Linked DNA regions of Sus scrofa: all the other regions are linked to region 1. A link is a contact called in public Hi-C data. All regions are on one chromosome and are shown on one strand. Each heading gives the region's core, a stretch centred on a gene start, on an enhancer-like site or on the middle of the called end of the contact. The rest is flanking DNA. Distances are from core to core; before and after follow the strand shown. Region 1 has its middle 230 kb from the start of ALDH8A1. Region 2 has its middle 41 kb from the start of ALDH8A1. Region 3 has its middle 93 kb from the start of ALDH8A1.

Region 1 (4,325 bases), core at 1,305-3,804:
GTATGAGATGCGAATACTAACTTTCATTGCACTCAATTGCTTATGTAAAGAGTTGATCAGAGTTCATGGCACTTGATATGGAAGAGTAATTACTGTGCATTATCTACAAATTCAGAATTGGCTTAATCTGGGCACAGCAGCTGGAGTTGACTTTTATGTGACAAAGAGAAGGGGTCCTGCTAGAAAATAATTCAAATGGTAATAATACAAGACAATAATTCTAATCTACCAGAAGATGAACTATGTTTACATAGAGATAACAAATTCCATGTGTTGAATTTGTGTGTAAATAATAATTGGAATGCAAATAAAACTCGACATTGTTTTGATTTGCATATTATTCCAGTCCTGATAGGGACTTTTACCTTATCTTTTATTTTCGAGTTATTTCATTACTTGAAATAAAGATAAAACTATATATTTTCTTGACACAGTTGTGGGTTGGAAGGAATGACAGGTGCACGTACTTTGAGGCATTAGGTTCTTTGGTTACAGGCAACAAACAAAACTCTGGTTCAATTTTCTAAAAGGTTATTGATGAGCACCACACATCAAGTTGACAGGAGTCTGGAGAAGCAGGTTTCGAGGTGGGACAGGAACCAGGAGGGTCTCCTGGCAGGGGCAGTCTCTCTCTGGCTTGCATCAGAATCAAAGAGAGAAAGTCCAGTAGCCCAAGCTTAGCTCTAAGAAACCCTTCCATTTAAATCCCTCCCAGAGGAAGAATGCGGCCTAAGGCTACTCCTAGAACCTCTATGCCTTCATTAAAGAAGAAGAGCTTATCTGGATTTTCGGACCTCTGAGACTACCTGCCATGAGGGAGAAGCAAATCCCCCAAAGGAAACAGAGATGCTGAAGAGGGGGGCGGTGCTGGGTCATCCATCAACAAAGATTCACTACAGAGGCAACAGACTGCTTCCACATCTGACCCTGCTACTTGTGAAGCAAAGGAATCCCCTCCCCCAGGTCTCTTAGAAGATGGAGATAATAGTAAGCCCAACTCTTCAGGTTGCCTTGAAGTATATGTACACTAATGCTTAACAAGTGCCCAGTACAGTGTCTGTCATGTACAAAGCCTGCCTATTCACTTTCCCTAAATCACACCATCTCTTCCAATTTTTATCGTGCCTATGTAAGGCTTTTCTATATTACTTTCATGTATAAGCATATTCGTTGTTTGTCTCTCACATCCATGCATATTAGTACTCTACTACCAAATATGTGCTTCCAGAGACAAGAGACCATACCTTACGTAGCCACTTGCTTTTGAATAACTGACAATGATAATACTAACAGAGAGGCATTGCCCTAGTAATTAGTCTTAAATATTGTTTTGAGATTTCTAAAAATATCTCCCTAACGTGGTATTTATAACGCAGTGTTTATAGTTACACTCGCACTATAGGCTTCCATTTTCTTTTCCATGGTCACACTGAGGAAATGCTCTTGATTATACAGAGACCACATTGTCCATACAAGCCTTTTGATGACGGAATGGTTGGCACAGGCTTCCCTTCCTAAATATTTCGATGATTCACTTGTTCCATTTTTAAACATCAGTTTGGCGTTGGTGACATCTGCTAATTATTTGGTTCGATTCGTGGCTGGCATGAGATGTCCATCGGCAGCAATCAGGAAGATGTGATCAGTGTGAAATTCAGGCTACCCAGTCCATGACCAATTTGTAGTCATGCGTTGTCTTGTCTGTTTTTCTCTTTTCCCCAGAGGTATCGTTATTGGAAACATGGCTACCAGGAGTTTAGCATAAACCTGGTGAAAGACATCATTCAAGCGGAAGGTGCACTATCTTCTTATTAATAATATATCAACTCTGGAGTTCCCATTCTGGCACAGTGGAAACGAATCCAACTAGTAACCATAAGGTTGCGGGTTCGATCCCTGGCCTCACTCAGCCGGTTAAGGATCTGGCGTTGCCCTGACCTGTGGTGTAGGTCACAGACGTGGCTTGGATCTGGTGTTGCTGTGGCTGTAGCATAGGCCAGCAGCTGTGGCTCTGATTTGACTCCTAGCCTGGGAACTTCCATATGCTGCAGGTACAGCCCTAAAAAGCAATATATATATATATATATATCTCACCTCTGGAATTGCATTTCTTGGCCTATCCAATTGCATAGTTAAAGCCTTTTGCACCTCTCTTAAGGTCTGCTCCCAACCCTCATTCCGATGTAGAAGCAGTCATGAAAAAGAACTGAAAACTGACCTTTTTTGCTTCCAGGTACCAGGTTTTGAGAATTCCCCATAATGGCCCTTGTTTATTTGTTTGTTTCACCATCGTTATATGACTGTCACAGCTTCGTTAAGACATGTTAGTTAAGCTTCCTGGTTTAATTCTGAGTAAATTTAATCACCCTCAGTAAATCTACTAATAATTTTGCTTGTTTGTTTTTGTAGTGCTCAGCCAAGATTGGAGAGCAGTGGACTCAGACCCTGGTAGTAGCTGCATTTACTAATTCTTTATGCAACACTTTAGGTGGAAATTAGGGTACCTTTTCGCCATGTTGTGGTCTACCAAAGTACACAGAGGAAAATGTCTTCTGCCCCCTGGTGCTCCTGGTCTGCTACTGCAGCAGATGACAGTGCAGGGATCTTCAAGACAGAGTAGAGGGGTTTGCACATCTGCTGGTGGCAACTGGGAAAGCCACACCCTTTGAGGGCTTCACATATGAGGTAGTGCTAAAAACCTCAGTATTAGGTAAATTAATGGGGAGGAAGACTCAGCCAGTATAGTCAGCCCTGATGGGAGAACAGCAGCGACTCTGGGCTCTAGGTCTTATTGCTCTCTTGGCCTCTTCATTGGGGAACCCTCTGGGGCCAGAAACTCTGGCCATTGCTTCTTCTGTTGACTAAGCCAGATCCCACCTACTTCAGCACATTGACACCTGCTGCTCCCTCAACCTAAAAATCTCCCTATCCCCCTTCACCCACTAAACCTACCCTCCTTTCCAGACTTATCTGACAGGACATTTGGGTGAAAAAGACTGAAAATCAGGATGCTCTTAAGTCTTCTCACACCACCTGGGTCTTGCCTTTCGAGGCACTCATTACAATTGTAATTGAATAATTAATCATAAAAATTGTTGTTTAACGAATGGGTCATCTGCTAAAATGGAAGTCTCCGAGGGTCTTACATTTGCCTTTCAGTTTTTTTTTTTTTTTACGCATCTTAGGTGCATAATATATTTTTTAATGAATTTTGGATTGAGAACTCAACATTCTCAAATTTGACAGTACTTCTTTAGGTTTTGTGAATAAATCATAGTCAGGTTTATTATGGAGCACAATTTCAGTTACCCAGGGAAGGACAGAGAAGTTATGGAGAGGGTGGTCTGAATTGAGTCAACTTTCCCTTCATTCTGTTTTACCCAGGAGTAGTTGCACGCTAATGTAATCAAGCATCAAAACAAGCTTGCAGAAACTTTTCTCTTTCTACAAACTTCTCTCACTGCAGAAAGGATATGAATTCTACTCAAACCCCACTTCCATTTTACCATCTGCTTGCTGTGCAGACCCACCCTCCAAGACTCTAAGAGTTTTTCTTGTGATACATGCATATAGGATCAGAATCCTGGATACCACGTCAGTGCTCTTTGCTTCGTATGACCAGCAACAAAGCTTTTCATTACTGGGCATGAAGAAACCTTCTGGTTATTTTCTCTATAGTCTTACTCTAGAAATAAGCAATGAATGTAACTTTCTTTTGGCAGATAGAGGAAATGGGCACAGGCAAATCCGGAGCCCTTGACCACTGTCTTGCAGGTAAGACTGGTCACCTCTAGAGCAGCAGTAGAAAGAAACCTCAAGGACTTTGCTTTAGGGCAGTTCCCCAAGGTGTATAGCTGATCCCAGATTCTGGGTTTCCTCCCATTGACTAAAAGTATAATAAATACAAGTTACAGCCTGAGTACCTTCGAGATAATTTATAATGGTTAGTAGGGGGGAGAAGACAAAGTCCAAATGTTTGTCTTCTCTTTTCCTCCTGTTTAGTGTGAGTTGAATGCTAATTTGAGAGCTGCTTTAAAGGGGGCTAGAAAGTGCTTTCTCTGAACGAAACAGCCCCATAGCAGAAAATTGGTAGGATACAAATAGCACAGGACAGTTGTAACAGGACATGGGTGAAGAAGGGGAATGTGTGGTTATGATATTTCCACTAGTCAGAAACCTAGCACAACAGAGGGAAGACTCAAAAAGCAAAAACCATGCAGACTCATTGTTTAACAGCACATCAGCTTCTTATTCATTTAACTTTCAATAAATGTTTGCTGAAAACTGGCAAGATACTAAGCCCTATGGATACAGAAAAGAATAAA
Region 2 (4,325 bases), core at 671-3,170, 190 kb after region 1:
GTGCAGCCACTATGGAGAATGGTTAGGAGCTTCCTTAGGAAAACTAAAAATAGAGTTACCACATGATCCCACAATCCCACTCCTGAGCATATATCCTGAGAAAACTATAATTCAAAAAGATATATGCATCCCAGTGTTCACTGCAGCACCATTTACAGTTGCCAAGACATTGAAGCTACCTAAATGTCCATCTTATAGATGAATGGTTAAAGAAGATGTGGTACATATGTACAGTGGAATACTACTCAGACATAAAAAATAATTTTTGTAGCAACATAGATGGACTTAGAGATTGTCATACTAAGTGAAGTAAGACAGAGAAAGACAAATATCATACAATATCACTTCTAATGTAATCTAAAAAAATGATACAAATGAACTTATTTACAAAACAGAAATAGACTCACAGATATAGAAAACAATCTTATGGTTACCAAAGGCAAAAGAGGGGTTGGAATAAATGAGAAGTGTGGGATAAACACATATACAGAACTATATATAAAACATAAATAAAGACCTACTGTATAGCACAGGGAACTATAGTCAATATCTTGTAATAATCTATAACAGAAAATATGAAAAAAATATATGTGTGTGTGCATGTATAACTGAATCACTTTACTGTATACCTAAAATTAACACAACATTGTAAATAACTATCTTTCAACAAAAATTTTTAAAAATTAAATATGTCTCTAAGATAGGAATTATCACTTCAGATTATTTAGTCAATTAGCAAGGGAAAGAATGGGACATAGGGAGTTGCCTGATGGCTCAGCAGGTTAAGGATCTGGCATTGTCATTGCCAGGGTTCCATCCCTGGCCTGAGAACTTCCAGTAACAAGAGTGCAGCCAAAAAAACCCCAAAAGTAGTGGGACATAGGGTAGATGATTTTTGATGGCTGATTAGGTCAAGCGAGATCCATGGCATAAAACATAAAAATCCCCATGGAGGGACTGGATCTTAAGGAAAATCACAGAAATAAAATTCAGGGCATTTAGGCTTTGCCTCTAGAATTAGATAAATCACAAGACAGAAAAGCCAGTACTTCGCCTTTGAGTATTCAAAGGCGAGGCGGTGCTTCCTGTCTCGGGCGGTTGCCTCTCTGCTCTGCTTGCACTGAGACCGATAATTCTTATTCTAGACTTGAATCTAATAAAACCATGTGTTTGGATTTCCTGGAATTTTTCTGACTCTGAATATGGACTTCTTCCCAAAATCTTCCACGTCCCGTCTGCCCTATGAATGGGCAGTTTCCAGGATGTTAGCAGAGGGAACCCAGTGGGGGCGGGGGAGAGGCTGGGAGAAAGGGCGGGGGAGAGGCTGGGAGAGGGGGCGGATGTCCTCCCAGCGCCGCCAGACTCGACACCAGAGGCAGGTGGAGACTTAGCCTCCCCGAGACTTACAAGCCGCCAAATTCACCTTTTAATTTACTCTGAGTCAAAATAGGATGAAATAAGAGCTAATAAAATAACCCAGTTGGCCAGAAAGTGTTCTCCATCCTATTTCTCAGAGCGCTCTGACCCAGGGTGAATCATCCCAGCCCCTACCTTCTGGCTGTTGCTGGTGATAAGCGGTGCTCCAAGTCGCTGGGCTCCCTCCCTCTCCTCCACGCTTTCTGTTCTCTTTCCGATCCTTCTTTCCCCTCTTTTCTTCCTTTCCTCCCTTCCTTCCCTTTCCTCTCCTTCTCTCCTTCCTTCCTTTCTTCATTTCCTTCCATCCTTCATTTACTCAAAAAATACTTGTTGAGGGCTTACCCTGGGTCAGATGCTGCAAAAAAGAATGAGACAAATCATTGTACAGAACCCCTGTTCTACACACACACACACACACACACACACACACACACACACACACACTCCTATTTGAGGACTCCCCATAGCAGATCCTCAGAATGAGATGGATATTGGCTTTTGTCACCTTACACTTAGCAGCGAGGCATACCTGATGCTTAACTGATACATGCCAACTAACAGCAGGGATAGGATGGGATGGTGAAGGGATCTGAGTTTGACTCCTGGCTCTGCCTTTGACTTTATGGATGACCTGGTCAGGGATCTGGACTATATGATCCTCACCTAAAGAAAGGAAGGGTGGCCTAGATGCCTACTCAAGTCCTCTCAGTCCCCTCAACCCATTATATATCTGAAAGATCTGAAAGTGTTCAGGGATAATGAGGAACTTGGTCTCTCAATGTCAGAAATGCAAAAAAAATTGAAAGCCATTTTTAAAAAATCTAACTTTCTGAAACCTGCATTTATCGGGGAATATATAATAAATGTAAGCAATTCCTATTTCCGCTAATATAAAATATTCAGATTGCTTTCTGGCCAAGTCTTTGCAGCAGTAATGCAAATGAGGAGGCTGTTGAGCGGATCACGAAAAATTTCTGCAGAAAAGCAGCGCCACCTTCTGGAATACCATGGTGCTGCATGTAGTGAGTACAAATTCTGAGAAATCACCAGTCTGGGGTGTCACAAAACACGGAATCAAGAGCATTAGTCTTAATCAGAAGCTGCACCTTAAACTTTGACATGACCGTCAAACTGTGGAAATATTTCTCCATAGGTTAATTTTTGTGATGTTTTAGACTTACTTTTGCATCAAACTCTTCATCCATGCTATATATCTTTCTTTATAAATTAGCCTCAGTAATAGGTACTAATAAAAGCCACTTAGTCAAAATCGCTTATTTTGAGTATATGGCTAGGTTCAAAGATCTAAAGTGTTCTTTCATTCAGACTCCACTATATCCATCAACAAACTTGTCGGATCTCCAAATCTTGCTTCAGCTCTAGAATTTGGCCACATGAAGAAAATCCTGTTTCTGACAAGTCCTATTACACACAAGGCATTTTTTATATTGAGGGATATATACAGTGCAAGATGCATTCCTGATCTCTCATTGTGGAGAACTGGCATGAAAATATACAAACATAAATAGCAATTATAAAGAGTAAATAATCAGGCTAATCAACAAAGTATGTCCCAGACTGGAATGGACCTAACTGCTTTGAGAACCAGGGCTTCAGGCAGGAGGCCAGAGAGGGTTTAATAGAAGAAGAGTTTCTTGAGCTCTATCTGGCAAAATTATAGGATTTGGATAACATTTAGGAAGATGGAAAAATCAAACACACACACAAAAATGGAGGTAGAAAAACATGTTAAAAGTTTTTATTTGAAAAAAAAGAAAGAAAGAAATGCAGCGTATTTGATAAATACCAGGAAGATCAACTTAACCTGAGTAAGACTTTTTAGGAGAATAGTGTGAGATAAGGCAGGAAAGGGAAGTTGAAACATGATTAGATGATTTCATAAATGCAAAAATAAGGAGTTTGGGCTTGTTCCTGTAGGCAATCGAAAAGCACTGAGGATTTCTGGGAAGGAAAATAAAATGATAAGAATTGGGATTTAAGATGACTCACCTGGCAATCAGACACAGGATGAAATGATTCTAAGATGTGAAAATGTCCTGAATGCGTAAAAAACACAGAAGTAAAAAGAAGGGTTTTCAAGATCGCAACTGGGTACACAAAAGCAAAAGAGGAATCTGACTCTGAAATATTTTTCTGAATAAGAATATATAATAATTTGAAATAATTATGAATATTAACCAAGAGAGGCCCAATATACAGGAAGAAGGAAAAAAAGGAGACCCCCCCCCCAAAGAAGTTACTCTAAAGAGAAGTAAGTGATCCTGAGCCAAAGCCGGAGGGAGGCAATAACAATGTCAAGGCCCCAGAGGCGTGTAGATTCGTAAGAATTGAGAAAAGAAACTGTTAGACATGGTTCCCCATTGTAGACACTGCATAAATAATGAATGGATTCACTGATTGGTTTATTATTTAATATATTTCCATTATAGTAGTTTGGGTACATTATAGATGAAGGAAACATACATCCTCACCCTCTCACGCAGTGACAATTTGAGCAACATCCGCAGAACTAGCTGCCTAATTTCAGTGTCATGTCCAATGACATAAGCTCACTGCTGTCCCAGGTGGACCTTCGGAGGTCTGTGCAGGCATTGGATCTCCCTCCCAAGCTTCCCAACACCCATTCTTTCCCCTGAGGCTGGATCCCCACCATCCTGCCAGATTGTCTCTTGGCCAATGACCTTCTGAAAATGCAAGACAGCACTGTCAGCACATTGCACAAGAAGTGCCCTAAAATCAGAGCGCTGACCAGGAGATGATGCCTCCCTGTTTTGGTTCATGCAGAAGAGCCTGTGGATGAACTCAGCTTGGGTCTGGGCTGAACTCATGGCTGAGACCATTAGATGCTCAAGAGAACAAAGTTACTTTAGTCCTGTCTTGTGCACTTG
Region 3 (4,325 bases), core at 602-3,101, 140 kb after region 1:
CCAATGGCTTTGCACCCTGCATTCAGTCTCCTAATGAGTGAGCTTGCTGGCAGAAACAGAGTCTCTTGGCTTTTGAAAAACTGGGGGTTGCATATCAGACCCTACACTTCCCCTGCCTCTCTGCCTCCTTTGGATTAAATACCCCTGCAGAGATGATTCCCACTTAGACATACCTTGACTGGGGACTAGTTGATCTGATTTGCTTAAGGGACTCATGATCTTACCTATAAGGAAGTACAGAGCTGGTCTCCACTCTCTTGAGTTGCTGTCCAGGTTTTCTTGTTTAAACTCCTACCACACACACAGATGAGCTTTTATCATCCCTTGAAGTCTCCCTGGACTTTGCAGCTATGGTTGATTCTACCAGCACCTTAGTCTTAAATAACAGAAGGCTCAGAGGACCCGAGGTCCTCATAAGGGCCTGTCTAATCTCTGCTCATTCGGCTAATGGTAATATGTATGGTGAACGGGAATGTTAGTTGCTCTCCACCAGACTTTCCATCAGCAACATGGCCTCTTTCCCATGGACCTTTCCTTGACACCTGCTTCAACACATTTTCTTGTAGTGTTCCGAGTGGAGCCCAGGCAGCCTGGGCATCGGCGCTTTGTCTAGAAGGTGACCTTTCAGAGTTGGCTGTTTCTGTTTCAGACATTTATTTTTATTTATTTATTTATTTATTTATTTTATTTTTGGTCTTTTAGGGCCCCAGCCACGGCATATGGAGGTTCCCAGGCTAGAGGTCCAATGGGAACTGTAGTCACCGGCCTACGCCAGGGCCACAGCAACACTGGATCCAAGCCACATCTGCGACCTCCACCACAGCTCACCGCAACGCCGGATCCTTAACCTACTGAGTGAGGCCAGGGATCGAACCTGCATCCTCACGGATGCTAGTTGGGTTTGCTAACCATTGAGCCACAATGGGAACTCCTGTTTCCGACATTTCTAACTCAAGTATGAAGCTCAAGAAATGACACCTTAAGTGGTAGGTGTCCCCTCCAAGCCTCCCCCAGGAATGTCATAAACACTCACCATGCCCTGAAATCCCTCCTCTCGGAGGTTCAAATGTCTGCTTAGTCCTAATGACCCCAGGCCCGTTCTTCATTTCCCTGAACCTCAGGAAGCAGACACAGGTTTTTGCAACACCCATGGGATGGGCAGGCTGTGATGCATGAACCAGCCAGTGCAGAGCAACCCCTGCATTTCAGAGATGCAATAAGCCCACCTTCCTGACACTGACCTGAGGTCCTAGTGGGACTGGAGCACCAACCAAAAATCAAGGGTGGATTCAGAGGCACACCATTCATTAGCCTCTCTTCAGGATTGCGAGGGATGAACTAACCACACTAAACTCTGCTTCTGAAACATGAGCCAAGGACTAGCCACTCAACCCTTCCACCTCTGCCTCCCCTCCAACCTTAGCAGTAACTGTCCCCCAAACTCCCTGTGGTCCCTGTGAAGGCAGAGAACCAGGACACAAGGCAGGTGGCTGGTTTTCCAGAGCTGCCTAGCCCTGGCTGAAGCAATCTGTGTCACCTTAAAAGCCCTCCTCTCTCGTCCACACACTTAGAAAAACACTGCCAAGTACACACAGATTTCTTGGCTCATTTTCAATTACTAAGGGAAGGTACCAATTGTTAAAGAAAACTAAAAAATACCCACAATGACTGTGAAATCTTTTCCTGCCCCACTCTTTAGGTAATTTGTTCTGATTGCAACTATTTCAAAAGACAAGATTACACACCAGGGAAGCAAAAAGATAAAAAGAGAAATCTGTTCCCTGCTGGGGCCCTATCAGAGCTTAGCTCATGTTTGGAAGCAAAGGCAAATTTTTTTTTCAGCCCTAATGAAACCTTGTTAACTGTGAACACGGGGTCTGAACTGATCTGGTGAGAGGAATTTCTGGGTCCCTGGGAGATCATTAGGGGGTCATCAGTACATTCAGGAGTCATTGCATGCTTGTCCTTTTTTCTTAAATACCTACTAAAAACTGTCTTCATGAAGCTGTATAAAGAAAATGGAAGAACAAAATTGAAGTCCATCCTCTTTTTCAGGCAGAAATAGATATCACTGCCATCTATAAGACATGGAATAAAACATCTGAGTTTTCAAACCTTATTTCTTTTTCCCTTATTTTTGCCCATTTTCTTTCACAGTCAGCAACTCTTGTCCTACTAGGATACTATTTTAACCGTGGTATGTAGGTTAAGGATATGCTGTTTTGTTTACAGGAGATAAATTGTTGTTACGATTACTATAGGAAGCAGCAGACCAATGACCTTGAGGACTCACCAGGAAAAGCAGCCCTTCTGTGCGTGAAAATGACGGGGGCTCCAGGAAGGATAAGCACGAGGCAGAGACCTGGAGTTGGGGGACTTCCTCTGGAGTTGGGGACTTCCTCTGGAGTTGGGGGGAAGGGATAGACACAGTTACAGCATTCAACCCAGCACCATATTCTTGCCTTAGAGTTTAAGCCCCACCTAACTGAACCCATCTGAGCCAAACACAGAGCAAAGCACTGTTTGTAGAATCCTGTCCCAAGAGTAGGCGAGAAAAGTAGCTCAAACCCAGTAGAGAGGTGTTCCATGCCATTCATTTTATTCAGTGGTCAAGTACGTTTTGATAGAGCTTCAAAACCTACATGTGATATCAAATAGCCTGCATAAGAGAATGCAAGGCAGAACAGCCCTGGAGCACAAGTCGTAGTTGCGGAACTATGGCCCCTAAAAGGGGGTGGCGATGGGCAAGATATGATTCTACCCCGCCCCCCCAGAGAAGCTTATGCTTAGATATTAGATATGAAAACTAAAGGACAGAAACGCGCACCCTCTAAGATTCTTTCTAGCTCCACAGTTCTTTGAGGGCAGAAATAAGATTTAACGTGAGAAATGTTTAGGCCCAGAAGGGATACCAGTCCACACAGGTGTGCCATGGTGTACAGAGTTTATGTATCTAAATGAGATTTTGTTAAATAAAAATTGATATGTTTGTACAAAGTGTTTATTCACATAAAAGGCGTCACTGAGGTTTGAATTAAAAAAAAAAAAAAGAAATTTAAAAAGTAATTGGAGAGACCTTAGAAATGACCCAGTCCAGGATTTTGTTTGTTGGTTTGTTTTACAAATGAAAGATCCCTCCAGCCTCAGAGGTCCGTTCCTTCCAGGCCTCGTTCTGCAGAGAGCAGAGCTGGAAGCAGATCCTAGGCCCTGAGGCTGACACTCCTGCCTCTGTGGAGTGGGGCCACCCTGGTGACATCCTATCTGCCTAATGAGGAAACAGCGTCATCTAGTGGCAATTTATCAGAATTTTCTAGGGGAGCTGTGCTTCAGCTCATCCAAGGGGATGAAAAACGTCCCACTTGCCCATCTCTGCTGTTCCAGATCTCCCAAGACTATATCTCTGGATCCTTTTCTTCTCTGAGTTTTCCAAAACCCAGCATTTCCCCGTGGAACTCTCTCCCCTAACTCCTTTGCCCACTAGCATTTTTCTCCTCTTAAGCCAAAATTTCAACACAGCCATCAAGAATCATCCACCACTGGAGTTCCTGTTGTGGCTCAGTGGTAATGAACCTGACTAGTACCCATAAGGATGTGGGTTTGATCCATGGCCTTGCTCAGTGGGTTAAGGATCCCATGTTGCTGTGGCTGGGGCATAGGCTGCAACTCTGACTCGACCCCTAGTCTGGGAACTTCCAAATGCCAAGGGTACGGCCCTAAAAATCAAAAAGAAAAAAAAAAAAAATCCACCTCAAGGACGATACCCATCATGGCTGTTTTCCTTTGAGTGTTTCTTGATTTGAGTTTTCAGCAAAATAACACTCTTAACCATGATTGGGGGCTTTTGCCAATTGATGTGTTTAATCAAAGAAATATGCTTTCTTGTGAAGATCCAGACTACGCTTTTCATTCAGCCTTGCTGATATAACCCTTGTATTTCCCCACCTACCAACAAACCAGGACACTTTTGTTGCCTTTGAAATAATTCTGGGTGTTTCCCAAGACAGTTCTGTGAACAAGCATGTGAGCTAATTTCAGACAGGTACATCTATTCACTCATCATTGGTGTTCTCAACCATTTACTAATCTCTTAGTTCCCCTGCCCTTAGGATCCTAATTTTGGAGTTAGAAAACAAAATACATCAACAAACAATTTTCTTATATGACGAGTGCTCTATTACAAGTAAGCTCAAAGGGAAGGGGAAAAATCATTTTGCTTAGATTACAAAAAGCTGCTCAAAAAATAGAAAACATTGGACTTAAGTTTTGAAGGTAGGTAGGTCTTTGGTTTGTAAAGAGAGGTGGGAATGGCATGATTGGCAGGGGGA

The links. A called contact is a pair of places that touch in the nucleus more often than the background predicts.
Region 2: a contact with region 1 is called in a Hi-C map of retroperitoneal adipose tissue, with 1.7 times the contacts expected there. The contact joins two enhancer-like sites. A contact is called at or near these places in 5 of 47 Hi-C or Micro-C datasets (blood, fetal heart ventricle, heart right ventricle and 2 more) and 1 of 2 datasets of contacts at active chromatin or transcription factors (alveolar macrophages).
Region 3: a Hi-C map of retroperitoneal adipose tissue shows a contact between it and region 1, with 2.4 times the contacts expected there. The contact joins two enhancer-like sites. A contact is called at or near these places in 18 of 47 Hi-C or Micro-C datasets (alveolar macrophages, blood, brain and 11 more) and 2 of 2 datasets of contacts at active chromatin or transcription factors (alveolar macrophages and skeletal muscle).

Annotation. Positions count from the first base shown.
Region 1 is chr1:29,292,375-29,296,699 of Sscrofa11.1, reverse strand. No RefSeq gene overlaps it. Among named protein-coding and RNA genes, the nearest start is that of ALDH8A1, 230 kb to the right of the region's middle. Within about 2 kb of position 2,554, at least 6 of the 83 cell types and tissues checked have an H3K27ac peak or open chromatin away from gene starts, as enhancers often do. A contact at or near this core is called in alveolar macrophages and retroperitoneal adipose tissue, where this site is marked.
Region 2 is chr1:29,099,211-29,103,535 of Sscrofa11.1, reverse strand. No RefSeq gene overlaps it. Among named protein-coding and RNA genes, the nearest start is that of ALDH8A1, 41 kb to the right of the region's middle. Within about 2 kb of position 1,920, at least 29 of the 83 cell types and tissues checked have an H3K27ac peak or open chromatin away from gene starts, as enhancers often do. A contact at or near this core is called in alveolar macrophages and retroperitoneal adipose tissue, where this site is marked.
Region 3 is chr1:29,151,072-29,155,396 of Sscrofa11.1, reverse strand. No RefSeq gene overlaps it. Among named protein-coding and RNA genes, the nearest start is that of ALDH8A1, 93 kb to the right of the region's middle. Within about 2 kb of position 1,851, at least 18 of the 83 cell types and tissues checked have an H3K27ac peak or open chromatin away from gene starts, as enhancers often do. A contact at or near this core is called in alveolar macrophages and retroperitoneal adipose tissue, where this site is marked.